Linked DNA regions of Bicyclus anynana: region 2 is linked to region 1. A link is a contact called in public Hi-C data. All regions are on one chromosome and are shown on one strand. Each heading gives the region's core, a stretch centred on a gene start, on an enhancer-like site or on the middle of the called end of the contact. The rest is flanking DNA. Distances are from core to core; before and after follow the strand shown. Region 1 holds the start of LOC112053631. Region 2 overlaps LOC112046122 (hexokinase type 2).

Evidence for each region. Hi-C and Micro-C count contacts between places; a contact is called where the count stands out from the background.
Region 2: a contact with region 1 is called in a Hi-C map of whole body, with 2.2 times the contacts expected there. The contact joins the enhancer-like site here to the promoter of LOC112053631 in region 1. A contact is called at or near these places in 2 of 2 Hi-C or Micro-C datasets (whole body and whole larva).

Annotation. Positions count from the first base shown.
Region 1 is chr13:5,590,582-5,597,864 of ilBicAnyn1.1, reverse strand. It overlaps LOC112053631, which reads left to right and starts at 4,094. Exons shown (of 2, transcript XM_052885039.1): 1 at 4,094-4,300; 2 at 5,017-7,283. The coding sequence starts at 5,026. The coding sequence ends at 7,278. It overlaps LOC112046122 (hexokinase type 2), which reads right to left and starts at 426. Exons shown (of 9, transcript XM_024082642.2): 1 at 206-426. The coding sequence starts at 226.
Region 2 is chr13:5,628,772-5,635,580 of ilBicAnyn1.1, reverse strand. It overlaps LOC112046122 (hexokinase type 2), which reads right to left. Exons shown (of 9, transcript XM_024082642.2): 9 at 1-2,298. The coding sequence ends at 2,209. Among protein-coding and RNA genes, the nearest start is that of LOC112046089, 11 kb to the left of the region's middle. Within about 2 kb of position 2,185, at least 6 of the 8 cell types and tissues checked have open chromatin away from gene starts, as enhancers often do.

The DNA of each region.
Region 1 (7,283 bases), core at 2,845-5,344:
ACTGAACATATTTTTACGATAACTATAAGCAAATCCCTACCTAGTACTATAGTATAAAGTATATAGTACTAGTGTTTGAGTGTGTGCAAATATTACGTAATCATTTTCTTTATTTACTGCAGACTTGTCAAGTTTCAGCACGAATTGTTACTACATTTTCACGGTTCGCTTGTAATTATGAGATTATAATAAAATGTTTGCATACCTTGAAATCCACCAAATCCATTGTAGTTTTCCGCCTTTTAAATACAGTCACTGAGTACCACACTTGAAAGCGTAATGACTAGAATATTTTCCACACGTCTTTCTATAGCCTCCTGTCAATAAAATCCTTTTATCTTCAGTTACACAATAACAATCTTTATCTAAATTGACACCGTGAATTGCCGCAATTATATTGGCACTCTATAAACATTAAAGACAATAATTCTTATATCGATTATTGTGAGGGGGGCGTTATGTGCCTATACTATTTTACTCGAGTTTTCTTAGACACTGTTGTTTCTTAGAGCGATAGTGTAATACCTAGCACAGTTTGTATTATAGGCACCGTCTTATTATTTCCACTGGGTTTGTGTAGATTTTCTTTGGCACGTTTAGATATTATAATAATGTTACTTGGACTGCTACCAACTAGGAATGGACTATTGACTTTGAGAACGCAGATATAACCACGTGTTATGTAATTGTTTACATTTAGTTTATTGAATTATTTACTATTGCGTTTTATTATCGACTCGAGTAACCTATCTATCTTATTTACTACGATAGCTTTTACTTATCTTCAATAAATTTTATGACCCATTAAATAAATAATTAATTTGATTCCTATCATCCCCCAGTAAATACCCAACACATAATATTTACTAACATCATTAAACTACATTAAATAAGGTATTATATGCGCACTAATAAGAGGCTATCTAGTATCTATATCTACCTACTAAAATTATATAGAGGTATAAAGTTCAAGGTTTTGTAGAGGGGTTAATCTCTGGACCGATTTTTAAAAATCTTTTACCTCTAGAAAGCCACGTTAATTTTTAATATTTAATGAGTGTTTTTTTAAAAATAAAAAAATAAAATAATTTATTTTGGTAACATCAATCAGTAACAAATAATAATTAAAGGCTAGGCTTCTGTATAAGAGTTGTAAACTCATGTGACAGAAGGCTCCGCTCTTACATAATAAACCGTGATGAAAATTAATTAAAATTTAAAAAAATATAAAAATTTCATCCCCCAACCTTACGAGAACGGGAGACACCGCGGGCTATCGGCTAGTTTAAAATAAAACAAATATTCGTTTTTAAGTAAGTGAATAGGTGTTAGAACATACAAGAATACCTAGATGGAACAAAATCGTTAACAAAAGTTTTCTTTGTATAGATTTTCATTTTTCTTTTAACAGGGAAAAATAAACGAAGACTTTTACACGTAAATAGGTTAGTAACAAAGAGCTATGCAAAATTAATGTTAATGTTATTTTATCATTAGGTACCTTATCCTTGTTTAAGCTTTCCGTGGATTAAAAAAAAACGACAACGGATAAAGTAATAAAACAACAAGTGAAATAATAATGTCAAACATGCTTTATCTTAATCCGTACAAATTTTTATCCTACCCATATACTCGTAGGTACCCACTTGTTATTCTAGATTTGTAGAAATTATTATAGTAGGGGAGCCCAAGAGGGATTTATTCAAGCCCGGCAGATTAACTAAAGGCAGGACACCTTGCATGTTGTTGAGTACCGACCTCCACCAAATATGAGCTCCGGTTGATAGGTACGTTTAGGCTTAGGGCAACAGAAAAAAAAAATCATGTTCAGATATAGGTACTCAACCAGACCAACATATAGAGGAGTAGGTTAATAGCTAAAATGTACACATTTAAAAAATCTGAGGATTTTAGAGTGACTTGGGTTCCTAGAGAATGGGAAAACAACGTTTTTCTACAGGATTTATTCGGAGAGTGCGCCCAGGAACTTTTTGATTTAGTACTTACTTTCTTCCTAGTCCTAGTCCTTCTTCACCTTTTTATCATAGAGTCGAATCGAAATAGGCATCGAAGAGGTCTGCATCCAAACGTAACGTAAAGATGACCATGCATTTCGGCTCTTCGATCCTGCTCCTCACTGCGAAGTTATGGAATGCCCTTCCAGTTTCTGTTTTCTATACCACCATGGGTATTTTCAAGTCAAGAGTGAATGGGCATGTTCTAGGCAAGCATGATTGCACCCAAGCGCTTGCCTAAGTAATAGTTTAGTAAGCAAATCTTTTGCCACAATCAAAGCTCTGGCGACTGGAGACATGATTTCTCATGAATACAAAATATCAAAAAAAATGCGTTCTATACTTGGATAGTTAAGGATTTGGAGCCTTAAAACCGAAGCGTGAATAGAAGCGTGGGCTGATAAACTGTAAGCCTTCCTGAAATGAGGTACGTCTGGCTATCGTAGGCTCTCAGTCTATGCTCGTACCTAATGACTTTTCCAGTAAGCCCAACCTTAGTTCTAGCACTTACTATGCTTTTACATATATCTTCTGTGGTGGCCTGAGTAATCTATCTATACTTATAATAAAAGTGTAACAGGTCAAAGTCTGTACATTGAAGATATTTTGTACTGAAGCCAAAAATATTTTTTATTTATTTTTTGTGTCTGTCCTTATTTTTGTTGACTGATCATGATCGCTGAAAGTACTGAATGTCTAATTCAGTAGTTTCAGCGTGATGCCCGATCACGCTAAAACTACTGAATGAATTTAAATGAAACTTGTCACGATTTGAGACCTTAATAACGTAGAAGCTTTTGTCGCGAAAATTAAATCAGAAAGAGGCGAAACAGGGGTTGAAAGTTTGTATGAAAAGTCCTTCATTTTTCAAATTACATTTGTACTACCTACTAGAAAAATACTAAAAATAAGGGATGGAAATTGTATTAATATAAATCGTTAATTTTTTGAGTTATAGTTTTGTAAAATGATTAGTGCATTATTTATTATATACCTATAAAACATATAAAAATATAAATAGAAGGGGGTGAAATAGGGTTTAAATGTTAACATCGTTATCCACGCGGAAGAAGTCGCGGGCGTCCGCTAGTAACATATATAATATTACAGTTCATATGATAACTGGACAAATAGATTATATTATGTTATCTACTTTATTGCTAAACAGGTTCAAATGATTGGCAATCTAATTAACTATAGTAATGTAATGTATAATTTGTATTGAATTATTATCATAGTTAAAGCAAATAGTTGTGTTGTATTATCCAACGACATTTTATACTGTAGACATGTTTCATGACTATAAAATCACCGCAAAAAGTGATCCGAATTTAGCGCCTTTACTGAGCACACACATGTACAATTTTGTGTTTACTTACATTATACTTTACGTTTATATAAAACAAACAAACAACTCGACATTGTAATACACGACAGTGATGTAGACATTCTAAATACAAATAAAAAAACTAATATAGGTATTCTCAATACGTCGCATGAGTAATTTTCAATATTATTCAAGAAAATCGCGTTAGCCTAATAAGATTTAGTGACTAATTAGATTAACGTAATTGATGTTAGTGTTAAATCTTGAAATATATGAAAATATATTATGAAAAAAGTTTGTACATGGGTTTCACCGGCCTCACCGCGCTGCTTGCAAAGACTCATTCTGTATCATTCTTTATTCTGTGTATGCGACTCAATGAAATTAAGACAATTTGCCGCTTTTGTTCACCTCAGTTTTAACGCGCTAGACATATCTCTATTATAAAATCTTTGGTTGGTATATTATATTATCTATTATAATATCGCAATATTTTGTTAGTCGTAACGCCACGTAACGCCCTCTCTATGTCTATTACGTAACTTCGATGTAGGTTGAGACTCCCGAGTCTCGCTTACGCCATCTTACTGTAACAGTCAGTATCATTACCGTGACTATGATATTCAATGTTACAAGTCACGATCACAATGACGAAATCGTTAACGACATTTTAAATAGATGGAGCTAAGTTACAACGAATTTATTGATCTACTCGTACTTGTAACAACTACCGTAAGATGCCGCATCTTTGCCGACCTAGCCCTACTTTGCCTGTTGTGTTTTTTTTCATTTTATTAGTAAAGTATTATATCTATCATTTCCAAACTGGACGAGTTATTATAACGCGTGGCAACACTAACTTTTGTCTGTGGTATAATATTTGTAAATTGTCAGTGAGCTTCAAAAATTGGTAAATGGAGGCCGCCGGTCATTTGTGCGTGCGAAAACTTTTTAGTTTGTGAGTATTTTACTATATTTATACTGATTTCAAAGACTTATACTATATTATAACTCATCTTCCGTCTTTCTATCGAAGATTTGCGCTTTAAACACGATTTTATTGATGTAAAATTAAGAAAATATCAAAATGCTGTCCTTTTAAAAAAGAGCGACGAAACTTTGCCTAGGGCTAGGGTTGCTACTTTTCAGTTTAAGATAGAACTAGTCAAATCACATGGTTTCATATTCGAGTTAAGTTAAAACGGAGAATAACTTTTCAATTTTTGTTGTCAAAATGTTTGCTATTTTTATTAATGTCATAATCTATCTATGTACCTATCCTACTAATATTATAAAAACGAAAGTTAGTATGGATGTATGTTTGTTTGGATGTTTTTTACTCTTTAACGCCGCTACTACTGAAGCAATTTGGCTGAAATTTGGAATGGAAATAGATTTTACTCTGGATTAACACATATACCTATGCTTTTTTATTCCGAAAACATCCATGGACTCTCGAGATTTGCGAAAACCTGATGAATTTGATGGTGTAAATGTTTGTTACTCTTTCACTCGACTACTGAACCGAATCACCTGAAATTTGAACTAGAGATAGATTATAGTATGAATTAACACACAATACTTTAAAAAAAAAAATTCTACGCGGAAGAAGTCGCTGGCGTCCGCTAGTATTAAATTATCCAATTCTTACATATTTTTTTTCCTTTTTTGTAGTAATTGAAGATGCCTCGCCAATACGTTAATTACTCTGCCGAAATGTTAAACGTAGCGGTGGATCTAGTTAAATCAAAAAAAATATCGTCATACGAAGCAGAGAAGCAATTTGGCATACCCAGGCGAACAATTTTGAATAAATGCAATGATCATCACCAAAAAGCTGTAGGTCATCCTACACTTCTAAGCGCAGAAGAAGAAATCCTAATAGCTGATACTGTGAAAGTATCAGCTGAATTTGGCAGTCCCTTAACCTTATTAGATTTACGTATCGTGGTGTATCACCACTTAGAAAATAATGGAAAATCACATATTTTTCATGGAAAGATGCCCGGGGAACGCTGGGCACGTAATTTTTTAAGACGGCATAAAATGACTCAACGTATAACGCAGAACATAAAGAAAAGTCGCGCATCAAAGTCCGTTGCCGAGTTAAATGAATACTTCAAACACCTAGAAGTTGAAATTGCAAATGTACCTCCGTCGAATTTACTCAATTACGACGAAACTAACCTGAGCGACGACCCTGGTTGCAATAAAGCGATATTCAAAAAAGGAATAAAGCACCCTGAAAGGGTAGTTAACTCTAGCAAAAGCTCGGTTTCAATTATGTTTGCCGGCACTGCTGATGGAAAATGTTTGGCACCATACGTAGTCTACAAGGCCGAGCATTTGTGGAGTCGTTGGTGTCTAGATGGTCCTTCAGGCTGTCGATACAATCGTACAAAATCAGGTTGGTTCGACATGGTATGTTTCGACGACTGGTTTGAACAAATTATTCTACTCTGGGCGACTGGCTTAGATGGACCAAAAGTTATTATTGGCGATAATTTATCATCACATATAAGCGTTTCTACTGTAAAACTATGCCGCGAACACAATATAAGATTTGTGTTTTTGCCGCGAAACGCTACTCACCTCACTCAACCGTTAGATTTATCATTTTTCGGTCCAATGAAGAAACACTGGCGAACGATTTTGCTGCAGTATAAACTAGCAAATCAAAATGCTGCAACTATAAACAAATGTCATTTTCCACAGCTACTAAAACAATTAATAGATAAACTACAAATAAGTAACGAGAACAATTTAAAAAGTGGTTTTAAAGCTGCTGGAATTTTTCCCTTTAATGCATCAAAAGTTACTCAAAATATACCTGAAGAGACCGGACAGATGAGGCAAAAATTTGATCACACTCTTCTAGAGTACCTGAAAGCTTCCAGAGAGTCGAAACCAATGTTAGGAGGTAGGAACCAAAAATTGAAAATAACTCCAGGGAAATCAGTTTCTGGGGAAGATGCAATAATAAGCCAAAAACCAACTGAAACCAAAAGAAAGCCCACTAAAAAAGTTTGTGAAATAAATAACTTGGACAATAAAAACGAATGTATGGAAAACATTAATGAAAACGAAATTCAATTATCCTTCACTCCACCATCCCCTAAACCTTCAAAAATAAAACTTCTTTCAGAAGTTAGATTTTCTAAAGATAATAAAGCGTTCTACAATATAAGTAATATGGTACCATTAAAATTAACCAAAATTGATAAGGACACCGATTTGTTTATTAAAAAGAAAAAAAAAGTTGCAAAGAAAAATCCGCCAAAGAAAAGAATGCGATTAGCTTCAGGTAGTAGCACGTGTGAAAGCGTTGTTCAAATGAGCTCACATAGTGATTCAGACATTTTTGATATTAATACATTAAGTGATAGTGATAATGATGACATTTTTGACAATGTATCAGGCAGTTGGATCCAAACTGATAAGGAAAATAATATTGAAATGACAAATAACAAAAATAGTTTACAAAAATATAATTTTGCAGAAAAAGATAATAAAAATATGTCCAATGTAATAAAAAATCGTAAAAATCCCAATAAAATTACAGAGAAAATAAATAAAACCATCAAAGAGTCAAAGGAAGAAGGAAAAAGAAATCTGGTGAGTGAAATGACTACTTATGAAAGAGAAGTCATTGATCAAAACGAAGATGATTTCAAAACGTTGATTGATCAAAATGAAGATGATTTCAAAACAAAACGAGATAAAAGAGAATCAAAACCAAACGACATACTAAAAAAGACTGAACTAGAAAATAAAGATTCATTAGCTTTCAATGTAGGAGATAAAGTTTTGACTAGATATTTTCAACGCAATTTATGGAAATATTACATCGGTAAAATAGACAGTATTGATAATATAAAAAAACATACGCTATATCATATTACAAATCAGTCGGAAAACAAAGTAAAGATAATTTAAAATTC
Region 2 (6,809 bases), core at 936-3,435, 40 kb before region 1:
GACAATGTTGAAAAAGCCCAGACATATTTATATTACATTATGACAAAGTATTGTAAATATCAGCCAATAGCCTGGCGTTCTTAGCTTTTAAATTTGGCGCGTAACATGAAAAATGTAAAAAGTAAGTAGGATCTAATGGATTGGCCGTGGATGGTCTCATTTTAAATCAGTCTTGAATTAATGATGCCATTATCCTGTGTAAAGTGTGAATATTTTAAGATTGTTTTGGATCTGAATACCTTATTAAATTTAATTGTGACTAGATTATTCTAATGTACTCAATAATTCAATAAGTACAAACTTCGTAAAATCTTGTCTACCTATACCCAGAATAAGTATTTTTTTTTATATAATATAACAAGTAAGTATTTACTTATTAATTTATCCAACTCATTTAAATATAGTAACAACAACAAAAATCTAAGACATTTTTGTAATAAATAAATTATAAAACATTTTTAAAGAAGACTGCAGTTATAATCAATCATTTGTATCCACAAGAAAGCCCACAGATAAACTGTCTATCCAAGCACAGTGGGAACACCTTATAATTACTAATATATAAAGTTATAAACATATACATATGACTATACTAAAGCCTTACTCGAAGTTACTGTTTACCTACGAACAAATTAAAATGAAGGTATAAAATGCATGTCATTTCATAACTTATTTAATTTAAAATATGTATTACTTTTGATACAATTTCATTCAAAATTATATCTCATTGTTCTAAGCTTATTAATCAACTTTATTATCATTAATTTAAGAACAATTAATTATTGTTAGATGTGAAATGACTAGCGATTTGTTTTTTGGTAAACAATGCACAACGAGTATGTCTTTAGTATGTCTTTAGTAGTATAGTGCCCTAAACAGTAAGTTCTCAAATTATAGGTAAAACAGTTACATCGATGTTTATTTAATTTTATAATCAATCTAAATCTAAATATATCAATCGTTTTGATGATAATAATTAACATATTTGAAATTACCGCTACTGTCACGTTTCAAAATAAGCATTTACGTAAATCGCCTAGTTAAAAAATGGTAATTTACATCCAAATACATATTTTTACTTGCTCACGTGACTAAGGCGTTACTTTATGATTAAAGCTTAATCGATATAGAATTATTAGATATATAGATTAAAATGATGGATTTACGCCGATGTAATATTTTGTTTATTTGAAAACTTACAGAAAGGCCACAGGTCTAACCTAATATCCTACACGTAACAGCAAACCATAGGCATTCTGGTATTATGTACCTAGGTACATACATAATTAACAGTCTATTTTTGATTTATCGCACTTTTAACGCCACTTAGCCTAACTAATAACACCTCTTAATAAATTAATAATAAAAACATAATAAATCGTTCTATTTTGTACAAAAATACAAATGTTTCTTGCGAAACAATTTTTCATTATTTAATTTCAAAGCCGCTGGCTTTCGTACGCACGGACACTTTACATTTTAAAAATATTATGATAGTATGTTATAAGTAAAAAGTGTGTATATTATAAGTAAAAAGTTATAAATAGGTTGATATAATATTAATAATAATTCTTTACTTCAGGTTATACACCCATTTAAAATACACAGATATACAAATAATAATTAAATAATACCTAATAATATAAATATTAATTAATTAGGTATCTACCTACATTATATAGGAACCTAATAATATGAGAAGTACATTTTGGTGAATCACTGAATATCATTTATTTTAATTTTCAAAGTCCTTTTAACCAGTTCTTCGGTATGACCACAGAACATGAAAACGCGGGTAATGCCTGAGTTGAGTTTTAAAACCAGTGCCGTAGCGTGGGTATTCGCCGTTTGGAATTGAGGGAGGGCCCTTGCTGATGCCCTCTTTAGTATGCCGCGCACGACCATGTTACGCCACTGTCCTTAAGAGCCCACATAAATTATGTATATCTTTTTACTTATAATAATATCTGTAATTTTATTCACTACACGCATCGCAACAACAAATAATTTTCATTGTAATGTTGAATTTTAAACTGAATTTATTATTGAATCGCGACGCTTTGCGAAGTTTAATGTGCAGTGCGAACGATGGCTTTTAAAAATTGATCTAAACGACTATGGGTATAGTCCACCTTGGTTGTGCATGAGGTACTGTAGGTTGAGGCTCGGGTCAGTGCTACAGTGCGAGGCGCTGGCTGTACGCTGGCTCTACGCTTGCACCTCGCGCTCTCGACACGCCACCGCAGCTACCAGCGCCGCGCCGCGACCGCTGCCGTCCTCCGACAACATCAGGTCGAACTGAAATAAACATTACACAATTAAACATATTTTTTTTAAAAGAATATTTGCCATATCTTGACCAATATTCCCATTCCCCTCCAACTAGTCGGCATAGACTGTGTTAGGAGTGGATACGACAATAGACCAACGGGGCGGGGATCGAACCACCACCCCTCGGTGATGTGTCCGACCGCTTTACCGTTGAGCTATTGAGGCTATGGAACATGCATGCATCAATATGGAATATGGAATATTGGAACAAAGTTCTTTTATGCGACTCGGAGTGAACAAACAGAAATCGTCACAAAATCTGTTAGTTTTATATATTTTCTCGAATGAAACTTTCAATGTCTATGTATTTAAATGTTATTTTTGTTATCGTCATCATTTTAATTTATACCGTACCATTTTTTTATACATAACCCAACTAATTATTCGCTATTAGGAACGCGAGGAAAAAAGATATTCATATTTATTTTTCTCATGTTGGCCAGTCGGTGCGCAATTTTGGCATGCCTTGCTCCGCCACTGCTTATTCTTTCATAATAATAAAATCTCAAAAGTATCTAAATACTTGGACTTTGCTCACGAGATTATCTCCATGTGGAATGTTGAGTCAACTATTATTGTTCCAATAGTCGTTTCAGTCAATGGTCTTATAGCGAAAAGCTTCGACCAACACCTTAAGAAGCTTTTGATTAACTGTTGGATCAAGAGTCGGATACAGAAGGCAGTGATTCTTGAGACGGCGCGTGTTGTGAGGAGGTTCCTCACTCTAGAGCCCTGACCACCGGTTGCTTGGGCACTCAAATGTCCGCAGCGGGAGGGTTAAAGTTTTAGTAGTGTTTTGTATATTTTGTATGTATAACATTGTTAAAAATTAAAAAAAAGAAGATAAATAAATGAGAGAATACAAATATTCCTCTATTGGACGTAATATTTACATTAGTCATAAAATTGTATTAATTTTAGAAATATTTAAGTGATAGTTTGTCTCAAAATAGATTGGATACATGCTCGAGCGTGACATAGTCTGCAATTTCTCAAAGGCAGGACAAACTAAGCTCATATTGGCGTATGGCGACGCCGTTCAAATGCGGATTGGCGGTTTTGGCTGACTTGAAATAATAATTCACTAATGAGGCAGTTATTCAATTATTATTTGACGAATCTGAACAGTAATGGTGTTTAAGCAAATGAGTAGGTACGTGACGTGCTTATACTTTGCAGTATTAATTTTGTGATAAACATTAAATAATTTAGAGATAAGGTTAGTGAACTCAGATAACAAACCGCGTCATAATGGGTGTGTTTTGTTCAAAATCAAAAAGTGTATAGTCACTCGGCAATATACTCGCAATATGCTTGAAGCCTAAAGGGGCCTGACTTTTCACCGAGAGTTGGTTGGTGGTTCGATCCACGTCCGGTGGACTAATGTCGTACCCACTCCTAACACAGTATTTTCTGACTAGTCCAAGGAAACCGGGAATATGTTTATATCACACTTCACACTAATATATAAATGCGAAAGTTTGTTCTAAGTGTGTATGTTTGTTCCTCTTTTTTACAGCGGCTACTAAAGCGATTTGACTGAAATTTGGAATGGAAATAGATTTTACTCTGGATTAACACATAGGCACACTTTTCATCCCGAAAAAATACCTACATGGTTCTCGCGGGCTTTGTGAAATACTGAATTCCACGCGGACGAAGTTGCGGGCGTCCGCTAGTTTAAAATAAAATAATATATTGTTAGCAGGGGCGATTAAATGTAGGTCTTTTCGGACTTAGCTAATTAATAACAGAACACTAACTTTTATGTTTTATTTTATTCAGAGATAAAATTTAAACGGGCCGTTTGGTTAACCTAAAACGTTGGTATCGAAAAGGGGCTCGCCCGTCGCGTGTCATTGGCTCTTATCAACAATACGTATGAGCTACATAATATGAGCTGCTTACGAGTAAATAAGTTCATAACCTTAATTGAATATTAAATATTTGGATTACAATAAAGGACGTTGATGAAAAATAATTTAAACATGAAACTAGTCTTTTGAGATTTTTAACATAGACAGGTATCAACTTATTTATTAAAATTGGCAAATTAATATAATTAGAAATGATTGTAATATTATTTAAAGCGAATGAGAGTACTTGACGTAATTTACGAGTTGATACAGTTAACTCGTACCTACGAGTACCTCTCGTTATGTTAATAATAAACCTTGGCTGACTTTGTTGTGGGCTCTTCTCGGACCAAGGCGCGTTTGGAACCCTCGTAACTTTAATTTTAAGTTTTCGACTATTATTACAACCATTAGATTAAATTAAATTATGACATAAACCTGACCTTTAAAAGTGCTTGTAAACTGAGCCTAATTGAAATAAATAAATTTTGAATTTTTGAATTCATGCAGGTGTTATAAATGTGTTTTGATTAAGGATATTTCTTATTAACTATTTATCTTCTTGACTACCTTGCTCCAGCGGTTAGTCTATGTGGCTTTAGATCACGAAGTCCGTCCCTGTAGCCAAGTGGCACGTCGATTCTCTTTCTACGATCGTAAACGCTTCGAAAACTAGGAAAATGTATGTGAATGACTTTTGCTATCGACAAGTCACAAAATCTGTCATTCCCATTAGCGTTTGTAGAAAGAGATTCGGCGACATGGCTAACCTGGGTTGGATTACGAAATATTAAGCTTTTAAAATAGGCTGATAATAGTGATACTTAACTAAAGCAAAATTCGACCACCGAGATAATAAAATGACATCGCGTTATTCACGGTAATCGACCCAACTAAAACGATGAGATAGTAAGAGATAAAATGAACAAATAGATAATAATACGTCTAAATTTTGATCTAGCCTCGCCACTGAAAAGGCGTAAAAATCAGTTTATCCCTTTAGAAACTATGACTATAATGTATTCAGAAAGTGGCATATTTGAACTGTAAAGTATGTTATATGGTCATATAACGCGCTCTCCGAGGTTAGCGTAGGTAACAGTTATCAGGAAATAGTAACTACCTAGTTTACTGGTACTGGGTAACGCGGAAAGTGTTAAAGCAGTAATAAAAAATAAGTTTGCAATGGTGCTTATATGTGGGTTGTTCCTACTCACATATAAGCACACACAAAAATGGAAAAAGACATAAAAGGTGCTAGTAGTAAATCTTTTTAAAATAGGATAACCTTGAACTTAATAGTTGCGAGACGAGTTCTGGGCGGTGCGGCTACTTTTCATTACATGTGTACTAATTTGCATAAACAAAATTGAAAGTAAGCAAGTATGAGGTATGCTTAAGGTCATCGGGAAATCGAACGGATTGATTTTATTACTCTTTCTAGATAAAAACTATTCAGTTTTGGTGTAAATTGGTTCATTGTAATCTCCAAATTTTTGTTACGGACTCATGTTGTTATGGATTGTTATGACTACTTCATTTAAATTTCGAGTTTAGTTTATAGTAAATAACATGTTATTTTATCATTATAATCATCCTGTTTGATGGCGAATTTAAGGTCTCAAATCTCCTCTTATATGAATACTAGCTGAGACCGCGCGGTTTCACTCGCGTGGTTCGTTCCCGAAGGAATACAGGGTTATTATATATCCTATAGCCTTCCTCGATAAATGGGCTATCTATTTTCAAATCGGACCAGTAGTTCCTAAGATTAGCGCGTTCAATCAAACAAACAAACTCTTCAGCTTTATAATATTAGTATAGAGGTCGTTATTGATGAACAATGTGACAATTGATAATAATATTTACCTAATCACCATGATGACTGATGAGGAGTAAAATTATTTCTATAAATTTTGCTAAATAAGCTAAGTAAATAAGTACCTAGGTATAACTGATATCTATGTGAATAAGTATTATACCATGTAAGTTGGCACTTAAATAGATAACACAATCTAATATGATTATCTGTTTTGTAGTGTTTCAAGTGATCTATCTTCCGCTATGAATATGTGTCTGAGGTAATGTTATTAAAATAATGTATTATTTATCTTGTTCAAATATTTAATGGAGTCACGAGATTTCTGAAGGCTCGCATGTGAGATTTAAATCTCGAATGGCTTTGAAAATAATAAGTTCGTTGAACTGACTTTACCTATTTCAATACTGAAATGATTGTTTATGACGAGCTAAAATTAAGTATTTGTAATAACTTCTGACCTCGAGTCAATAATAATATTTATGTGTAAAAAATGTGCTTTCAACGCGCAGTGGCGGATCCAGGCGTCCGCCAAGGGAGGGGGTCTCGCAAATATTTCTTGAGTAATAAAAGGGACATGGACCAAACCAACGGCTTATGATCATAGCATTCTTATCAACTCAGAAATAAACAAACAGCTATCGATGCGGCTATGGCTAGGCGATGCCGGCTCGCCGATCAGGTTGGTGGCGAGAGATATGCGTGCCCGAAGAGAGATGAAATGAAATTTGAAATTAAATTTATCTATTCCTAAAATAATTAGAGACAGAGAAATGATCGGGTACGGGGTCGAGGACGTAAGC